Linked DNA regions of Mus musculus: region 2 is linked to region 1. A link is a contact called in public HiCAR-type data. All regions are on one chromosome and are shown on one strand. Each heading gives the region's core, a stretch centred on a gene start, on an enhancer-like site or on the middle of the called end of the contact. The rest is flanking DNA. Distances are from core to core; before and after follow the strand shown.

What was found. HiCAR-type assays count read pairs that join an accessible place to other places.
Region 2: a contact with region 1 is called in a HiCAR-type map of PVALB interneurons, with 2.9 times the contacts expected there. The contact joins two enhancer-like sites. A contact is called at or near these places in 3 of 39 promoter capture datasets (embryonic stem cells and liver), 1 of 15 datasets of contacts at CTCF or cohesin (hippocampal excitatory neurons), 147 of 484 Hi-C or Micro-C datasets (the AML12 cell line, the AtT-20 cell line, B cells and 76 more), 23 of 115 datasets of contacts at active chromatin or transcription factors (CD8 T cells, PVALB interneurons, T-cell acute lymphoblastic leukemia and 14 more) and 1 of 9 other capture datasets (embryonic stem cells).

The regions. Positions count from the first base shown.
Region 1 is chr15:66,298,400-66,302,114 of GRCm38.p6, forward strand. Gm27242 (a long non-coding RNA gene) reads left to right here. Exons shown (of 5, transcript XR_875391.3): 3 at 1,421-1,530. Among named protein-coding and RNA genes, the nearest start is that of Kcnq3, 14 kb to the left of the region's middle. Within about 2 kb of position 1,927, at least 1 of the 459 cell types and tissues checked has an H3K27ac peak or open chromatin away from gene starts, as enhancers often do. A contact at or near this core is called in PVALB interneurons, where this site is marked.
Region 2 is chr15:66,440,972-66,444,686 of GRCm38.p6, forward strand. It overlaps Lrrc6 (leucine rich repeat containing 6 (testis)), which reads right to left. Exons shown (of 12, transcript NM_019457.2): 8 at 1,187-1,252. Among named protein-coding and RNA genes, the nearest start is that of Gm31006, 58 kb to the right of the region's middle. Within about 2 kb of position 1,565, at least 11 of the 459 cell types and tissues checked have an H3K27ac peak or open chromatin away from gene starts, as enhancers often do. A contact at or near this core is called in PVALB interneurons, where this site is marked.

The DNA.
Region 1 (3,715 bases), core at 677-3,176:
GAAAACACACATGCCCCCATGTGTTTGAGAGGTATGGCCCCAACTGATGCTGGGTTTGTTCGCATAACTTGTTCTGGCTGGGAGAAACATGTCCAGAAGTGAAATCAAACCCATTTCACCCTTAGGCAGCGAAAGGGTCACAGGTCCCTTACTTGCTTCTCCACTTCCACTGAGAAGAAGGCACCCCAAGTGAAGCTTTGTGAAGCACAGGAATCCTACCACCTCTCATACCTATGATCAGGCGAAAAAAAGCACTGATGGAAAGTAATTCACATCTTTTTCCTAAGAAAAAATATTTTTATCAAAAGTTATTCTCTGAAGTTCTTTCAGTGGGATGACAGGATCCTCCTAAGAACATCTGATCCAACATGGATTGTCTGAACCTAGACTGTTTCTTGTTGGAGCCGTTAATTGACAATGCAGCGGGCACAGGCTAAGCCTCTAGAACACTGACAGTCAGGCGAGTGAGCTGCTGCATCCTGGCATGCCATGATGCGGGCCCATAGAAGGAAAACTATACATGTTACGTTTCATGGTCTTTTGAACATTAGCCTGGTTGGCGTCTGCTACCAAGTTTATCTCAGCTCTCACCCTCTTCTTGCGCTCTGTTCTATAAAATTTCTCTGGGCTTGGTCTTACTGATTCCTTCATATTTGGCACATTCGCGGGCAAACTTTGATGCATATTCATAAGTAAATATATACATATTTATGGAATGTGTTTAGCTTTAAAAATAAGCTTTAGTCTTCATGATGAAGTGGGGTTCAAACTTGGACTTCTCAGTGTAGGCTTAGTCATAACTGAATGGGCAGCTGGAAAAAGCTGCCTGTCCTTACAGTTTCAAAGTGTGAATATAAGGTGAAGGGATGGAAATGATGGCTTCTTGGTTCTGATCTGCAGTTGGATCTCCCATTGTGTTGTCAGGTAGAAAGAATGCTGGCTTCTTGGTTCTGATCTGCAGTTGGTTCTCCTGTTGTGTTGTCAAATGGAAAGAATGCAGCAAACTCATTTTACATCTGTAGATGCCAAGAAGTATCGAGACTCAAAGATTTCCTCAAAGCACAAGACAGGTGAAAACCTTCAGGGCACAACACAGGTGTGCACACATGTACACAAGCGCACACCACACACACACACACACACACACACACACACACACACACACACATTAATTAATCTGTAGCTGGTTAACATTGGTGAAATATCCCTCAGCCTCATTTTCCTGGCATATGAACATGGAAATAAGTATGAGTGATTCATAAAGCAGCTATAAAATGACAAAGGACGTGTGCCTACTATAGTGCCTGGCGCACAGCAGCTGCTCTATGAAGGCCATGCGGTCCCCTTTCCTCTTAGCAAAGTCAGTTTATTCAAGTGAGCCCAAAGTTCAAATCTAAGCTTGCCTGCTTTCTTCTTGCAGCTCTGAGAAGTTTAGAAGGCATTCTATGCCTTGGATCTACTGCGTGCAGCATGGCGATGCCAGGATGCCGGTCCAAGCTCCCAATGCAACACCAGGACTGATGGGCACAGGTACCACACTATAGGTACTAGAGACGTTCTCTGCCTCATGAACAGATGAGGAAAAACAGGCAGAGGGAAGGTCAGAGGAAGGACCAATGAGCCACTTTGGTGAGGAATTTTAAGCTAACACTGTTTTAAAAGGCAGACCAACATTAACAGAGACTTAGACCAAAAACTACAGATTGGGGAAATCAAATTAGCAGTTGGAAGGAGCAGAGTTACATGGTAAAATAGTTCCTATTTAATCAAGAAATTATATAAACCATAATTTCTAAAAATATTAATGGGGAGTATTATGTATTCATATGCAATTCTGGAAGATTTATGCCAGTCTTAATGTCTGGAGATGCCCTTCAAATTTTCCATCTGCCCTGGAATAGGTCTAATGTGATAATAAACAGGAAATTGACTGGGCCAGGGGACATGCAGTTCTGTTTTGTACCATAAAATATAGGAGGCTGCTGACATTGCATATTAATTAGCTGATCCCTTCCTTTCCAAATTAAGAGCTCAGTTTTGAATTACTTGCACGGATGCAAAACTTGGCTCTGTGATTTTTGAATGCATTAGCTCTCATTCACCAAAAAAATTTGGAGCACCTAATTGTTTCTAGGATCTCCCAGGCAAAGGATGAGGTAAACACACAACACAATCCATGGAAAAGTCTCTCTTTATCTAAGAAACTGACGGGGGAGGGTGAAAGCAGAAGTGCTTATGGGAAATTGTTCTAGAAACAGCCTGGCTTTTCCAGAGCATCAAGGAGACTTTAGCTCATAATCATTGGAAACCTATGAGCTTTGGCCTCCTCTGTTTGGGTCAGAGCTCCTTTTTCTCTGCTTCCTTGTTTATTTGTCTATGTTAAAAATCTTTGATTAATTGTTAAATAAATAGTCGTTGCACAGTCACTACATGACAAGTATTCTTTTGGATGGATGCAGAAGTGTAGCTATGGTCAAAGCAGGTGTGAACTCAGAAAGTCCACATTCAATTAAGAGAGAGCAACAGTAAACATGGCATAGAAGAACTGTGCTGTATTATATAAGCATGAGATTGCTCCTGATATTATCCATTGCTGTGTAACTCACATCCCCAGACTTACTGCTACAATAGCAACAGCGAGTCTAAATCCTGTTGAAAACTATGGGTCCGAAATTTTAGGAAGACAGCACAGAATGGGGTGATGTGTTTCTGTTCCATAATGTCTGGGCTTCGCTTGGAAAGACAGGAGTGTCTGTCAGTGGCTCCTGTGGGACGAAGTCTACTTATGGCACACATTCTGCTAAGAATGGTTAGAAGCTGGTCTAGCCTGCGGCTGTTCATCAGAAATCCTACATGTCCGTTTCTAGTGCAGTCATGTCAGGATAATGAGGCTTTGTATATGATGACCAAGACTCCAACAAATGACTGATGCCTCAGAAGTTGCCTGGTGTCACTTTTAATGCTAAGCAAAGGAGATGTGTCTCATGGAGATGAGACACAAGTTCAGAAAAAATGCACAAACAATTAGTGATTGTGCTTTATAACCAGCACCCTACTTTAGAGTTAGCCCATTGTCGGATAAAGGGCTTTGGATTTGGAGTTAGGCAGACCCAGAGGCAGTCAGTACAACTGGCAAGCATCCTTATGTTAGCACACATCACTGATGGGTGGGTAGGTCAGTCACTACACTGGGGGGTGGGGGTGGGGCTGTAGGCTGTAAGGTGAATCAGAGGGAGTACCTTTCCCCTGAGTGATCATGGGTGAACATGAAAGTCAGGTGACTAGGCCTGGTCATAACAGTCTGCTGAGGTCAAGGACAGGACACACAGATGGCTGTGGAAGCATCTAGGTGAAAGAATTCACTGAGTGAACCCAATGCATCATGTGCTATGCTCTGCCCTTTGTTTGTTTGCATAATGAGAATAATGAGAACTATAAGGCTGGTACTAGGGTTAGACTGCGTAATCTCACACTCTAGCATCTTCATACTACTCTACTGGACTGAAGAAGCCTCCCATCACTCTCTGCTCTCCTCCTGTTTGCCTGTAAGTCTCCTTGTGTACTTATTCGCTTTCTAGGCTTCCCATGCTAGGAGGGAAGATACACAGAATGTTGTCCTAGCTTTCGAGCCCAGAAAACAAGCTGCTGTACTGTGTCCAGTTAATCCTCCCCTTCAGGGATCTCTGTGGCTCAGTCTCTCACCTTTCACAAATGC
Region 2 (3,715 bases), core at 315-2,814, 140 kb after region 1:
GTAGGCAGGTCCACTCTCATAAGATGGCATCTCATCAGAGGCTGAAGGACAGAGATATTAACCATGACAATGGCATAGGCATAGGGAAGTGGATACAAATGGAATGAGGCACACAATGATCAGAGCCAGTCATCGGGCCAGTGGGTCAAATCTAACACTATCAAGCAATGAGATGGAGTGACCTGGACACCTTCAGATTCGTGTTATAGGAAGGGTAGGTGATAATACAGGCAGGGTGTTGAGGCTCAAAACCCAGCACCTTTAGAGAGAGTAATAATGCTCTGGCATCACTAGGAGGGGCAAACATGTCACTTTGCTACTGTGGTCATGCCTGTCTGCTGGAATAAAGTACAGCTGAAAACCACCAGTCATAATGTGGGGATCTTGGAGCAGAGGACATCTTGTGATCATGGGCTCTAAGATGGAATAAGGCAGAGAAGGCTCACCACCCAAGGCTCATTTTTTTTATTAGATATTTTCTTTATTTACATTTCAAATGTTGTCCCCTTTCCTGGTTTCCCCTCCAAAACTCCCTAGCCCTCTCCCCTCCCCCTGCTTACCAACCCATCCACTCCTACTTCCTGGCCCTGGCAGTCCCCTACACTGAGACTTAAACCAAGGCTCATTGTGTTTTGTAAAACAAAGAGGGCCATCAGAGTAACAGCCTTGGAGCAAAGGGAGCCTGGGGTATGCATATCAGAAAGCAATACAGCTCTGAGAATCATTTTAACCCGGTCTGTAGGGTTTGAGTTTTCATAGCCATGGGACTCTGTCTGGGGTAATTGATTCCCTCCTCCCCTTTCATCTTTGTGTGTTTAACATTACAGTGGGGGATGCAGACATGGCTCAGTGGCTAAGAATGCTTGTTGCTCTTGCAAGAGGAGCTGAGTTCAGGTTTCAAGCACAATGGCTCCTGACTGCCTGTAACTCCAGCTCTAGAGACTCCAGTGCCCTCTTTTGCCCCTCTGTGAGCCCCAGGCATGTACATGGTATATATACAGCCATGCAAGCAAGCATTCATACATAAAAAAATTAAAAATCTGTTTTAAAAATTACAGTGAGCATTCGAATTCTTCGAAGCAGGGAACCAAGTTCCATCTCTCTGTTACAGAACACAATGAGTTGCTATTTAGAAAGAGATCTGATGGGAAGGCCCTAAGATGAATATATAATAAAAATGCTTTACCTATAGACAGCCAGGTCCAGGATGATCTGATTGTGTTTCTCATCATCTTTCAAAGAGAAATCAAGTCTAAAAAGGATGAATTTGGGGATGGGGCATGGGGGGTGGGGCGAGAAGGGTCGCTTTAGTACATTGGTTATATGAAGATATCACATAATATCATATAATTACCATATAATCAAAGTAAAAGACAATGAGTATATAAAAATCCTCAATGAGAACTTACTTTCACTTATCAGACAGTAAGACATCTATGCTGATTAAATTTTTTAAAAAAGAAGCCCAGAAAGCCTATGGATAAATTTACTCTTACTGACGTTATTGACATGTAAGGCTTTGGTGCAGAGATGGAGACACCTGGTGGCTGAAGTGCTCTCTCGCATTTCAGTTGCCTCTGCTAGAACCCAGCATGGAGTTCTTTCTGGGGACACACATGCTGCCTCTGTGTGCTGTGCTTCCAAAGTCCTACTCCTCACCTCCCAGCATCCTTCCTTCCTTTTTTTACTTGCCACATGTTTTCCCCATCTCCTTTCTTATTGCCACCCTTCCCGAAGTGGGAAAGACTGAGATAGAGCTAGTAGTTTATGACGTCTATTTATTTTTATTTTTAAATTTTTTTATTAGGTATTTATTTCAGTTACATTTTCAATGCTATCCCAAAAGTCCCCCACACACTCCCCCACCCTCCCACTCCCACTTCTTGGCCCTGGCATTCCCCTGTACTGGGGCATATAAAGTTTGCACGACCAACGGGCCTCTCTTTCCACTGATGGCCAACTAGGCCATCTTCTGATACATATGCAGTTAGAGACATGAGCTCCGGGGGGTACTGGTTAGTTCATATTGTTGTTCCACGTATAGGGTTGCAGATCCCTTTAGCTCCTTGGTTACTTTCTCTAGCTCCTCCATTTGGGGCCCTGTGTTCCATCCAATAGCTGACTGTGAGCATCCACTTCTGTGTTTGCTAGGCCCCAGCATAGTCTCACAAGAGACAGCTAAATCTGGGTCCTTTCAGCAAAATCTTGCTAGTGTATGCAATGGTGTCAGTGTTTGGAAGCTGATTATGTGATGGATCCCTGGATATGGCAGTCTCTAGATGGTATGACGTCTATTTTATAAAGAAGCAGAGGTTCTCAGAAAAGGACATGCTTGGAGAAAAGACAAAGAAACCCACATAGGTAAGAGCCAAAACCCCTGACCCTCCAGCTATATCCCCTGGCTGAGCCCTAAGTGTAACTGACTTGATGCCAGTATATTCCATAGAATTACTTTGTCAGTTTCATTTTGAACAACTAACTTATCAAACTGTAATCTGTATAATCTAACATTAAACAATAGATACTAAATTCTTTGGGAAATACAAATTAACCTTTACATTTGGCTATTCACCATAAGTCTACTACAGCAGGGACTCTTGTTGTTCCAAACAATCTAACCATATAGGGTTCTATAGGGTCTCAAACAAGCCATGCACACCTTATCTCTTGGGAGCCTTCTATGTATTATCCTCTCTGCATTGATTGTTTATCCCACAATTCTATAGTCTGCCAATTTGAACTCTCCTTCTATGTTACTTAAAACTAGCTTTAGAAGTTTGTTCTGGGTCAAAGATCACCAGTTAGGTCCCTACTATTTCCCCTTTATCTCTAGTAATAGAATCCCATGAAGTCCGTGGTTATACCAAATAAAAACAGCATTTCTCATCATCCCTTGCACCAAGGAATGTGTTGTAGGCACTTTCCAGAAGTTTTTCTTTAAAAAAAAAAAAAAAAAAAGCAACATTTGTGTCCTTTCTGAACTGACTCTTTTTTCATCTGAGAATAGCAAAGCATGCCAAAAGATGAATCACAGAGACTCTTATCAAGGCATTGAACTTTCTAGGTAAAAGGAAACATTGACTCACCCTAAGATAGAAGTGGAGGAGTTGATGAATAGTTGGACTCTGGTAATGTTGATATAAAAGCATATGGAGATCAGTAATAAAGGCCAGGGAGAGGAAAATCAGGAACCAAGGGATTTGGGTTTTAGTGCCAATGGGTAGATAATTGTTACTGAGATGGAGACAGTGGGAGGTAAGGATGTCTGGGTGGGGGGATGGAGAGGAGAATGTAGGGAGCTGGAAAGCAGTTGTTGTTCTTCAATCATGTAGGTCAACAAACTAATGCCACCTAGCTAATTGAATCTAGATGCCTTGAACTCAGGGAAGAGGCAGAACCTTGTTCTGAGGAATGTGAACACTGTAGTCAAAGCTAGACTACATGGGTTTTGGTATTTACTTTTGCCACATTTAATTTTTTCATCATTTTTCTCCCCCATATTCGTTATCTCTCTCTCTCTCTCTCTCCTCTCCCCCCCCCTCTCTCTAAAACGAAACAAAACAGGGGGGAGAAAGCCATAGTAACAACAGTAAAAGCATGGAGTCTATTTTGCGTTGGTTAACTATTTCTGAGCACAGGGCATGTCCTGGAGTGTGATTGACACACCCAGGGCCACCCCATTGGAGAAAACTGATTTTTCCTCTCCTAGCGGGTA